2 separate regions of the Pan troglodytes genome follow, and region 2 is linked to region 1. Evidence: chromatin contacts called from public Hi-C data. All regions are on one chromosome and are shown on one strand. The core of a region is the stretch at or near the end of the contact, and the rest is flanking DNA. Distances in the headings are between cores, read along the strand shown. Region 1 overlaps ARL15 (ADP ribosylation factor like GTPase 15). Region 2 holds the start of FST (follistatin).

What was found. Hi-C and Micro-C count contacts between places; a contact is called where the count stands out from the background.
Region 2: a Hi-C map of induced pluripotent stem cells shows a contact between it and region 1, with 1.6 times the contacts expected there. The contact joins the promoter of FST here to the enhancer-like site in region 1. A contact is called at or near these places in 1 of 7 Hi-C or Micro-C datasets (induced pluripotent stem cells) and 1 of 1 datasets of contacts at active chromatin or transcription factors (stem cell-derived excitatory neurons).

The regions. Positions count from the first base shown.
Region 1 is chr4:60,658,710-60,664,927 of NHGRI_mPanTro3-v2.0_pri, reverse strand. All of the region lies in intron 4 of ARL15 (ADP ribosylation factor like GTPase 15), which reads right to left. Among named protein-coding and RNA genes, the nearest start is that of MIR581, 48 kb to the left of the region's middle. Within about 2 kb of position 1,932, at least 3 of the 24 cell types and tissues checked have an H3K27ac peak or open chromatin away from gene starts, as enhancers often do. A contact at or near this core is called in induced pluripotent stem cells, where this site is marked.
Region 2 is chr4:61,178,759-61,185,135 of NHGRI_mPanTro3-v2.0_pri, reverse strand. It overlaps FST (follistatin), which reads left to right and starts at 3,608. Exons shown (of 6, transcript XM_009449166.5): 1 at 3,608-4,080; 2 at 6,096-6,287. The coding sequence starts at 3,996.

The DNA of each region.
Region 1 (6,218 bases), core at 683-3,182:
GGCACGGTGGTGCACATCTGTAATCCCAGCTACTTGGGAGGCTGAAGCACGAGAATTGCTTGAACCCGGGAGGCGGAGGTTGCAGTGCACTGAGATCACACCACTGCACTCCAGCCTGGGTGACAGAGTGAGACTGTCTCATAAAAAAAAAAAAAAGAGAGAACACCCCTTCAGCTTGTGACAAGCAGCTAACATCTAGGTCTATATGGCAAATGTTTTTCTTTTGCTACCTAAAAATAGGTTTCTGAGGCTGGTTAGGAGAAAGTCCCCTAGGTAGGAATGGTATTGTCTCTAGTTAGAGACTACTGATCCAAAGAGACCCTAGATAAAAAGAGAATAATGGTAGGCTAACACCTTACACCTGTACCTTACGCCTGAAGGCAGAAGGGAGCAGGAGCACTGGGATGGACACAGGCCCAACATATCTAAAATTATAATCTTCCTATTTTTACAGATGGGAAGAAAGAGTTCTGAGATGTTGGATGACTTGCAGACATTCTGTGCAGTTTAATAAACCTTCCTTCTCCTGTATCGTACAGCAAGATCTCTTTCCAACATTACTACCTCAATAGGGTGAACAATACATTTCTCATCTACCATTTGACAAATTTATGCTGAAATGCAATTCGTTTGCTGAACCTTGGAAAACAACTCAACAAAGTTCTGTCCTTTACATTATAAATCCAGTTCACAAAAACCTTTCAAACTTTTTTCTCCAAATAATCTGTCTTCTTCTTTATGTCCTGAGCTCAGAAGAGTTCCCTAATCTGAGCTCCTCAACTCTGGTCTCTTCATTCTTCATTTCTTGATATGTGCCCACTACTAAGAGTTGTCTTTGTTTATCACTCTAGCCACAGCATTCAAAATCTCCAAGCAGTAGACAGTCTCTCTGCTGCCCTATCAATCTCTTTTCCTAACTATTTCTTAAAAACCAAATTAAGGGTACCTTTTATTTCCTGATGAATAGCAGGCCTTCCCACACCACTTCTTGTTTCACTCTCCCTAAATCCTCATCACCTGATAATTTTCAATAATGATCCAAATGGCAACAGACTACATCATCTCAGCACCATAGCATGAGAGAATGAAGGGGACCTTGGAGGTCATTTGATTAACTGGATAAAAAGTGTTCTCTAAGAAACTTTTCAGATTCTTCAGTGGGCATCCAGGAGCAGGATGAAGGAGGTGGATGGGGAAGGGGGCAGCAAGCAGAATTTATGGTCCTCACCTCCAATTTAGCCAGAACAATTCCACTTTAATCTGTTTCTCTAATTATGCTAAGTACAATTTTATTTTAAAAAGAAAATAAAAAGAGGGACGCTTTGGAAATCTCCACTTAAAAAAAAGAAATGTAAAACCACTAATCTATTTCCCACCATGCTGAGTCCTTTAAAAAGAGCCTGATGTAAACTTTGCAAAAATTTGTGATTAGCAAAGGGTCTTTAAAATGCCTAGTCTCTTAGTAATCATAATCCCTCACCTTAAACACTGGCCTGCACCACCAAGAAAAGAGAAAATGTGATTTACTGATGGATGTGCTGGGAGAGGAAGAAAGAGACTCATGTTTGACTGCTGATTTTCCCATTAGCTAGCGGCTAAGCCACTTAACCTCCTCATGCCTCAGTTTCCTTGCCTGCAGAATGAGAGCTGGGCTCTACTCAGGCATTTTCTAGCTCCAAAATTCTGGGTTCTATGAACCAGATTTTTGTGAGGGGGACTGAGCCCTATTTCTCTCGCTTTCCCCATCTCTTGAATAATGTATCGTTCTTTTCCAAAGGAGAAGTGTCCAGGGACATCAGGAAAAAAAAAAAAAAAAAGCTTTCATCCAATCTAACACCAGGACTAATGGAATGTTTACAGACAGACTGGCTGGCCTCAGCCCTTTAGTTTCTCCCCTTTTATCTTTCTAATCCTCCTTTCAATGTGTCACCCCTCACATCTCTTTCCTTCCTTCTTAGCTCTGCTCAAATTTAGCATACCTTTAAGTGGCTACTGTATACAAGGCACTGCGGTTCAGCACTTGGGTTATATAAAGATGAATAAGGCACAGCCCTGCACAGAAAGGGACTTCTGTAAGGAGGACAACTCTGGCAGAAACATAAAGGGAAGGTTAGAGATGCAAAAGAATAAAAGTGGAATATTTACATAAGAGATGAGGGCATGAAAAGTCTTTGAGAACTAACTGGGAGGTGGGAGAGAAGCCGTTCAATATTAATTCAGTGAATCAATCAGCTTGTTACTTACTGAGCTGTGTTCCAGGCACTGTACTACATGCAGCAGTTACAAAATGAAAAGGCCTGGTCTCTGCTTATGGTCTAAAAAGGAGAGACAGACATGGGAATTGGGTTTGGTGCCAATGAGAACCAGGGCAACACCAACCAAAAGAGGGACGTCCCAAATAGCAGACATGAGTGGGAGGAGACAGAATAAGTAAACTCCCACTGGAATAAGGAATTTATTTAACATGACGATGCTGAAGGGATGTGGGGGCTAATGGGGCATTGGTGCATTCACATTAAGCACACTCAGAGGAACATTTGGATCTGGAGTCAGAAGACAGAGACATCAACACTGAGATGTTGTCAAGAGTGGGGCCAGGAAGTGGAAGAAATCTCGTAGGTAGAAAGAACAGAGAATAAAGAGAAGGCTGTAGGACCAACATTCGGTAAGTGTCTATACTCACGGAATAGAGAGGAAAAGAAAACTGAGTGAAGAAGACAGTGAAAGGAAATGTAGGAAAACAAGTAGGCATGTGCAATGCTAAAATAAGCTCAGGAAGAAGGGAACTTCAAACGAAAAGAAATGTTCAAAAATAAGTGGAAGGCCGGGCGTGGTGGCTCACGCCTGTAATCCCAGCACTTTGGGAGGCCGAGGCAGGTGGATCACCTGAGGTCGGCAGTTCAAGACCAGCCTGGCCAACATGGTGAAACCCCGTTCCTGCTAAAAATACAAAAAAATTAGCCAGGTATGGTGGTGCGGGCCTGTAATCCCAGCCACTTGGGAGGCTGAGGCACGGAGAATCACTTGAACCCGGGAGGTGGAGGGTGCAGTGAGCCAAGATCGTGCCACTGCACTCCAACTTGTGCAACAAGAGTGAAACTTCACTTCAAAAAAATAAAAATAAAAATAAATAAATAAATACATAAAGGCTGGGTGCGGTGGCTCACACCTGTAATCCCAGCACTTTGGGAGGCCAAGGTGGGCGGATCACCTGAAGTTGGGAGTTTGAGACCAGCCCGACCAACATGGAGAAACCCCCATCTCTACATGGGCGTGGTGGCACATGCCTGTAATCTCAGCTACTCGGGAGGCTGAGGCAGGAGAATCTCCTGAACCGGGAGGTGGAGGTTGCAGGGAGCCAAGATCACGCCATTGCACTCCAGCCTGGGCAATAAAAGTGAAACTCTGTCTCAAAAATAAAATAAAATAAAATAAAAATAAAAATAAGGAAAAAAAAAAAGGAAGCAGAGAAGGGTGGGGTATAGTAGAGAGAAAAAAATGTCATAAAATTTAGCAGCTAGTTAATAAAAGGCTTTTGAGACAGCAGTTTCACTCATATCTATATTGAGTCCATGAGGGTCTTCCTTAGAAAAAATTGGCAAAAAAGAAAAGCTACACTGCAGACTGATGTATTATAGATTCAAAGAACACTCTTTTCTTTTCCTCTAGTTTTTTTTAAGTTTGGAGGAGGCTCCAGCAAGGCTTTTAGGCCAAGGAAAAGAAATGAATCTGCTACAGATTCTCTCCCCTGCCTATTGTCCAACAAAAAACAAAAACACCAACTCTATGTTAGAAGGTTTCAATCTTTTGAAAACCTTTCTTCTGGTCACTAGCTGCATGTGGGGGTGGTAATCTACATAAATAAATGGACATCACGTCTGCCTGCAATAACGCCTGGATAGACTCTCACCACAACTAGGGTACATCTGGAATAATCAGTGAAATTATACTGAGTGAGGCAAACAGCCACCCTTCAGAAGGGTTGAAACTGAGAAAAAAGGAGAGAATGATGTAACGACTGATGTAGAAAGATGTGTCATAAATATTAAGCCACCTTGGGTACCAAAACCCTGGATGGCAAATCCTGCACTAAAGTTTAACAAATGACCCAGCCTGTCTCTGCGGTACATATAGTATCACTATATTTCTCCAAGTCTGATACTTCCTCTGAGTTTTTCATACCCTAGTCTCTGTCTTCCCTTATGAGAAATAATCCCTGTCCCTAATTCCTAACCAAAAAAAGGGAAATAGATAAAACATATACCTAACAAAACATATCCATTTTGATCTGTACAAACTTGTTCAAATTTCTCTATATAAACCCTTCCTTGAAAAAAGGTTTAGTGCTGACATATTAGATTTCATAGGAATCACCCCTGTACCCAGGGCTGGCCTCATGAGTGTGTGAGGCACTGTGCAGTCGCCTAAGACCCCACTTTCAAAAGGGGCCCAGGCTCAGAAGGGCTCTGGGCTTAGTTTAGTACTCTGCTGTTACTATCTTGAAATTCTTAATAATTTTATCTTTGAATTTGTGTTTTGTAAGTGAAGTCGGATGAGCAGAGGATAAAACTTTATATTTTAGTACTTTTAATGGTACTTTTTGCCCGACTTTGAACAATGGAATTTTTATTTTGCACTATGCCCTGCAAATTATGTAGCCAGCCCTGCCTGCAACCCTCTCCCCCAGAAATGGGTTGTGTGCGCTTAGGTACTAGACTCAGTAATCCACCCTCCCTTTTATTCATTTCCTTGCATTATGTACCTTAATACATTATACACACCTTTGAGGGGAGAGCCACTATCTTTTCCAACTCTTTATCACAAGCTCCCCATATCCTAGTGCCTAACAGAGTGCTAAGGATGCAGAAGGTACTTGATAAATATTTGTAAAGTCAACACCCCACTCTAGTTAGACAATTCTCAACTACTCCATGATGACCACCACTGAACCTTTTCAAAACTTCAAAATCTATCTGGTTCCCAGAACACTATAAAGTATCAATCTCCTTATTCTATGGAAAGCTACAAAAATAATGACCTCTCCTTTTAGGCTTGTAAAGAAACAACATTTCATACTAATACAACAATGATAAGTGTATTAGGTTTGTTTTTAAGGGCTTTATTTTCTTTTAACTTTTTGTTAAATCTGAGCATCAAAGCATTTTTTGAAAGTTTACTGTTCCAGCATCTTAGATCCCTAAAGATGGCAACTCAACTAACTTTTCCTAAGGGTTGAATGCTGCTTCATGCAATGCTTAATTTGAGTCAACAATGGCTGAAGGAACATCCTTAAATGCTTATCTCAAGAGGAGCAAATGTAGCTACTGGCCTCTGGCAATCCAAAGGAAAATAACTGAGGTCAAGTTCTGTCTTAAATTCTCAGTACCATTACACCTTGTACTATTGCTAGATTCTCGTGTTGGCCCATTTTAGGCTCTTTATAATGATATGATTTATATCTCATGACTCAAATTCATTACAGATGGACCATACCCAAGATAAATGCCACAAGGCACCAACAACTCTTCATCTACTCCACAGCTTCCAATGGTTGGAGTCACTGGACGCTAAAAAATCACTTATATGAAAAATATGGATTGAATTGGTTACGTATCTTACAAGACTTCAGGTTCAACAGTTTTCTTTTTCCCATTTTGGCAAGCATAGATAGAGAACTCAGAAATGTGTCCTTGGCTACTAAGAGGGGAGGCAGATCCAGGACACACATGGAATAAAGCAAAGCCAATTTAATAATGGTGCCCTTTATCCAAAGATGAATGAAAGACATCAGTCGTCCTCTAAACATTAATGGAGGGACACAAAACCAAAAGGCAATGGTTGAGAGGCAAAGGAAGTGACCTACAGAGGGTATTGAGTAGTCAAAATAGTGGAGAATTGAGAAGAGGAACTTGGGTTTGGGGAGGTGTCATAAGGGTAATAAGAGTGTCAATTGCAACTTTTTCATTAGCTTAAAAGAAGAAGTTGTTGATGTTTAACATTAGTTGTAATAATCTAAGAGGGACCGAATGTACACTGTGTTGAGATATTTTAGGCAGAGTAATCAAGACATAGAGAGCATACTTTATTCACACTGTGACTAAACCTAGCGCACTGCCAAAAAATAGGATTTGGAACAAATTTTGGAATAAAAACTACTCATCTGTTTTGCAAAAAGAAATCAGAAGCACATCAGCGTAATCAGTAATTTTAAACTTGCC
Region 2 (6,377 bases), core at 2,359-4,858, 520 kb before region 1:
GCATACAACAAAAATGAAAGGCGACATTTTTATTTTAAAATGTCCCCTTGACATTTAGATATCTACAAACCCAATATTTAACATTTACAGGCGATATAACAGTAAAAGAAATAGCAGCTGTTTTTCTGTGATGTCACTGAACAGGTGTGGTACCATTTCATACCAGAGAAATGGGATGGATCTCTTGCTGATGCCCACAGAAAGCCTATAAGGAACCAGTATTGACCTGTGTCTCATTTCCTCAGTTATGATCTGAAAATAACCCTAGATGGCAAGAGTCATGGTGACTGATCTGTGCTGATTTGGAGCAGACATTCTCCCAAACAGATCAATACTATCCAAGGTGCAGCTGAAAAACAGGATGAGCTTGTGTCACTAAACAAACACCAAGCTGCTTATTCAAAAGGGCAAAAGCAACACAGCACTTATGTTTTCCACAGTGTGTTTGCCAGTGACCTCAACCCTGACCTGCAGGGTCACCTTCTCTGGGACGAGAAGTAATCCTGTGTTGGGTCACCCTCTGGTACTGAGGGACTCCTATTTGTGGTGGCATTTTTTACAATGAGAGCTACTGTGTCTGCTTTGGCTTAGCCAAGACAATTACATGATGCCAAAACAACTAGTCAAGGCAGTCAATTTAGTCAAATGACTGGTCTGAGCATTTGGCATTACATAGACAAAAAATGAAATAGAAATGAAATTTTTACTTTTACCCAATCATACTGGAATTGTGAGGATACAACTTAAATTAATTTAGAAAGTTTTTGTGACACCAGTTGTTTCTATATACATAAACTAAAATAAGTATCTGGACAAACTAAATAGTTTTGCTCAAACATGGAAAATTTTTTGATTAGCCCCTCCAAATTGCTTCTATTCTAATCTTCATTTAGCTACATAGACCTTCCCCCCAAAAAGGTAATCTTTGTGTATACTTGTATGACCCTTTTACGTCAACATGCTATATGTACATATAGGAATGAACAAAATTAAAATCTAGTAAGAACATACAAGTTATATCACTATTCTCCTTGCTATACGGTTATAAAATATGATGAGATTATGAACTTTAAAACAATCTTCCCAAAGATATTGAGAAAATAAATATGGATTAAAACGTGATTCTATATTTCTCCAGGCAAGATGACTTCATATACAACTAGGCATATAAGTAAAATTTAAATATTTTGTGTAGTCCTAGGGTGGAAAGTCTAAGAAAAAGACCCCAGTTTCCAGAGGCTACTGGCCAATTCAGGACCAATAAATATATTTAAACTGGAGACAAATATAAAATCATGTAATTATGTATGACCATTGATAGCATTGCTGTAAGATCCAGTTACTTACCATCTGAGATCTTTTATGCATTTGGAATGTTTATTTTTCAACCTTGGATATACGGTTTGATACCCCTAACTTAAAAAGAAGCTGTGTCTCTTGCTGCCATTAAAAGACAGGGTAGGGGGAAAAAGTCAAGTAACAATACTTGTTAGCTTCTCTTTCCTTTAACTTATCCTTGGGCAGGGGTGGGGGAACCTTTAAGCAGAGAAAACAAACTTTCCCTCCAGCACATCATTGTATAAGGACTATACCATTTCTCTGAATAAAGAAGAAATAAATTCAGCTTTGGAACTCTGCCATTGAGTGGCGGCTCCTGCAAAGGGGACAGTTTGCTATTAATTGTTAATGTCGTCTGCCATTAGAGGGCACTAAACAACTCTACATTAATGAGTTGGAGGGAAGAGAGAAAAGGAGACTGGAAAAGAAAGAGAGGGAGAAAAGGGAGGGAGAGTACGGGTAGAGTCTGGGTAGAGGGAGGGAAGGAGAGAAGAGGGGAAGGAGTAGGGGAAAGAGAGCAGAGGGAATGGGTTGGAGGACTGGAGGGAAAGGGAGAAGGGGAGAGAGACAGCGAGACAGAAACAGACAGAATGATTCTGGAAAGATTAAGAAGGATGTGGAGCCCCCACAGCCGTCTGAAGTTAGCAAAAAGCCAGTCTCCCCCGGGCCGCCCGAGCCCCTCCCCTCCCGTCCTCATGACGGTAATTATAAAGCGAAAAGCGGCGGCGAGGTCACCCGTTTTTACCAGCCTGCTGCACCGAATGCGCGCGGTGCAGGTGCGGCGGCCGCGGGGCTTTGTGATTCATGCCCACTTTCAAAGGGGGGCTTGGGCCCGTCTGAGAGGCACCCAAACAACTGTCTTCTAATATTAGCACGGCTGTATTTCGGGATCTATTATAGTCTGTCCAGACAGATCCCATTGTAATGGGATCTTTTATTAAAAGATTAGCACTATCTCCTGCAGTTGGTGGAAAAAAATCTGTTATCACTGAGTTATTTGCAGTTGTGGAGGGGGGAAGGTTGATGGAAGATGGGGGGTGGGAGGGCTAGAGGAGGACTGGAGGAGGGTCTGGCGGGGGGAGGGCAGTTGCAGGGGGGGAAGAAGGGCAGATTTGAAATTCGTAGAACAAATCCCAGTGACCTGCGAATGTCCAAGAATTTTGTCTGCATACTTCGCTATCTGTTGTCCTTCGGGCTTCAGATGCGAAAAGAACAAATTTAAAAGGCAGCTTTGGAATAAACAATATAGCATTTTCCGTGAAGTAATCGTTTTATATAAAAGGAAATATCGCCTCCTCAGTTTCATTCAGCGGTGCCAAAAATGTTATAAATGAGAGACCCGCCAACTTTCAGCGAAGAATGCCAGGCACTGTACTTAATAAACTGAGGCTACAGAAGTTCATTATGGATGTTGCAATCTTTTTTATTCCGCGAAAAGAGAGAAGACGAGACAGAAAGAGAGAGAGATTGGAGCCGAGGAGACTGAGAGACAGACAGAGGCACACAGGACAGAAACTGGGGAGTCTCCAGGCGGGAGAGGAAGGGGGGCCAGACCGCCTACGTCGGCGCCCCCGCTCCGGGCTCCGACTCCAGACGCCGCGAAGTGAAAGGGGAGAAAAGAAAGGGAGAGGGCGAGGCTGTGCCGCGGGGAGACCGGGCCTGAGGTGTTAAACATTTTTGTTTGCTTCCGACTAGTCCAGACGAAGGGCCGCGTCTCGGTAGCGCTCTGCCAGGGTGGAAGGTGCCGGGGCCGGGGTTCCTAGCAACACCTCTGGGCTGGGGGTGGCTGCAAAGTCAGGCGCTCACAGACCCAGACACAAAACCTCGCGGGTCCCGCGCCCAGGCTGCGGGTGCCCGGAACCGCCGCGAGGCCGGCGCGCTCCGACCCGACCCGGGGCGGGATATTTGGGCAGCCCGGGGCTCTCCGGCCGTTTGCAAAAGTCTCTTTGGAGCGGAGGAGAGGCAGCACGGAGACAAACTCCCGGGTTCCCCCCGCTCCCCCCGCCACCGCCTCCAGCGCCCCCACCGCGCCCTCCCTCTCACACTCGCGCGCGCGCGCACACACACTCACACACACACACACACTCACACACACACCCGCCACCCCGGGCGCGCCGGCGCTGCCGGCGAGCGGCGGCGAGCAGGACTTGAAGTGGGTGTTCTTCCCCACTCCCCACCCCCGACGCGTAGCCCCCAACCCCCGCCCCGGTCGCCTTCCCCCTCCCTCTCGCTCCTACGCAAATAAGAACTCGACGATTCCCCTCCAGCCGTTTTGATTTCGGGCACCTCCGAAAGATAATTGGGAAGGGTTTCCAGAAGGTGGGAAATGTCACCTGATTCACACTGAACTTTTGAAAGCTCCCCACCCCCAAGGAGCCGCGCACACACTCGCTCGCGGCCGCCCTCCCACAGCCCCACACACTGGGAGACCGCCCACCGCAAACCGCGGAGACCCCCGTCTAGATTTAAAGCGCGGCTGCGCCCGGCTTCTGACGTCCATTGAATCGCGCGGGCGGCCGGCGGCGAGCGCGGGGCTGCGCCGGGATCGCTGCGCCCTCCGCCGCTGGCCTCTGCGACGCGCGCCGCTCGCCCGAGCCACCCGCCGCCGCGCCGGCTCCCCGCGCCGCTGCGCTCCTCGCCCCGCGCCTGCCCCCAGGATGGTCCGCGCTAGGCACCAGCCGGGTGGGCTTTGCCTCCTGCTGCTGCTGCTCTGCCAGTTCATGGAGGACCGCAGTGCCCAGGGTAAGCGAGTGGGGATGCGCTGGGGAGGCTTGGCTGAGGACAGGGGGGTCGACTTTTCTGTGGTCTCCACTTGGTCTGTTCTGAGCAACGCTGCTCTCGAAAGATGTTGAACCAACTTGGGGACTCCGGGATGGAGAGGAGTGGGAAAATTGTAGGCAATGACACTTTAGGACTGGGAACTGAGTTTGGAGCTCGGTTATCTTGAAAAAGGAAAGGGAGCGAGCTGGGGTCTTAGTAGTTAGGGTTAGATGCTCCAAGTTCTGGCCATGATAACTTTAGATGTGATCTCCTCTGTTTGGCTCTGAAGAAGGGAACAAGTATCAGTAGTAGCCTGGAGATTTCAGTCGACCCATTTGCAGTCTCATCTCTCTCCCTCCCACATCTTTTGGATACTTAAAAAAAAAAAAAAAAAAGGAAAGAAAGAAAAGAAAACCTGGGGGTTTGGGGGAGAGATACTGAATTTTATTTGGTGGCTGGGGGACGTGGTTCCAGAAACTTTGCCCAAACTTGGAAATGTGGGTGCTGAAGATTTTCAAGGGAAGTAGCTTTCTGCCTAGTGGATGCTTCTTCCAACCCCATCCCCCATTCTCGCAAAAAAAAAAAAAAAAAAAAAAAAAAAAAAAGCCAAATTATTACCCCAAAGTGCTTTGAGCACTTTACAGTTTTTTTCCCCTCTGCCTCATTCTTCTTTCTGACACTTAGCTTTCTGTAAAACAGTGAGCAGCCCATAACTGACTTAAATTCTGAAATGGGTTAAGAGCAAATTTCTGAAGCTTGCCTTTTAAAAATAGATTTGTTTATTTCAATTAGTCTTTGGGCAGAATGTTTAAAATAATAATAGCAGCTTGCGATCCAATGATTGTTAAAGTCATATTGGTGATTCATGAGAAGTCTTCTCGACCCAAATCCGAACATTAAAAAGGGGGAAGAGGGAGAAATCACTTGCAAATATTTCTTGCTAGGTATGAGATAGGTACTTATAACCGTGAAATGGTAGGAAGACTCCCCCCTCCCCCCACCTTAAGGCATTACTTTCCCTGCTTCAGCGTTAACATTTTAAGTATGTTGTAAACTGCCCTCCTGGGCACTGCCCCTCGCCGTCTGCATGGCACTGCGCTGGGTTGCCCGCCTTTAGGGGAGAGGCTCTGCCTGGTGCCCGGACGTGGGCGCGGAGGAAAGCAGCCCTCGGAGATTTCGAAAGATCGCGGTGGCCGCGGGCGTGCTCCGGTCTGGCGGATTGCAAAACGGGCCCGTCGGGCTGGCTGCGCCTGGAGGCCGCGCGGAGTAGCTCCGGGCTGGGCCGGGTCGCTTTCTTGCTTTCATTTTTCAGAAGTGCCTTTTGCTTGATCTGTTTCTCTCTCTCTCTCTTTCTTTCTTTTCTTTCTTCCTCTCTCTCTTTCTTTCTTCCTTTTTTCCTTTCTTTCTCTTTCTTTTCTTTCTTTCTCTTCTTTCTTTTCTTTCTTTCTCTTTCCTTCTCCCTCTCTCTCCCCTCCATCTCTCCTCTCTCCTCTCTCTCGTTCTCTTACTTTCTTAACCCCTGTCACAAATAATTCCTGTACCCGCCTACATGAAACCAGCATGTAAAAACATCCGTCGCACCCTGTTTTTGTCAGGTTCTTTAATCTGCTCTTCGAGTCTCTGCAGGTTATGAAATGGGACGAATAAAAGTAAACAGTCTAGTAAAAGTCAATGCAAGCTGCACGTGTTGTGTCTGGGTCACTGGTAACTGACATTGATATGGCTGGGGCGCCCTGTCTTCTCCCTCTCTCCCTCCCTCCCTCTCGCCCACCTCCCATCTCTGTGATCAGGGCTTCCCCCCCACTGCCTTCTTTTTCCACCCCTCCACCCCTTTCGATTTATTTCCTACTTTTCTCCCGCGTCTCTCTCACTTCCCCTCCTCCACGCTCACCCCCTCCCCATTCCCGCCGGGTCTCCTTCGCTAGCCACCTTGCTCTCCCTGCCCTGCCACCGCTCACTGCTCACTCACCCACCTCCCCACCCTTGTCTCTTCACAGCTGGGAACTGCTGGCTCCGTCAAGCGAAGAACGGCCGCTGCCAGGTCCTGTACAAGACCGAACTGAGCAAGGAGGAGTGCTGCAGCACCGGCCGTCTGAGCACCTCGTGGACCGAGGAGGACGTGAATGACAACACACTCTTCAAGTGGATGATTTTCAACGGGGGCGCCCCCAACTGCATCCCCTGTAAAGGTAGGACTCCTTCTTCCCGACTTGCAGGCCCTCAGTAGAGGGCGTCTTACCCTTAGCTTCCCCGCTACCTGACTGGGGTTTGGGAGTAGG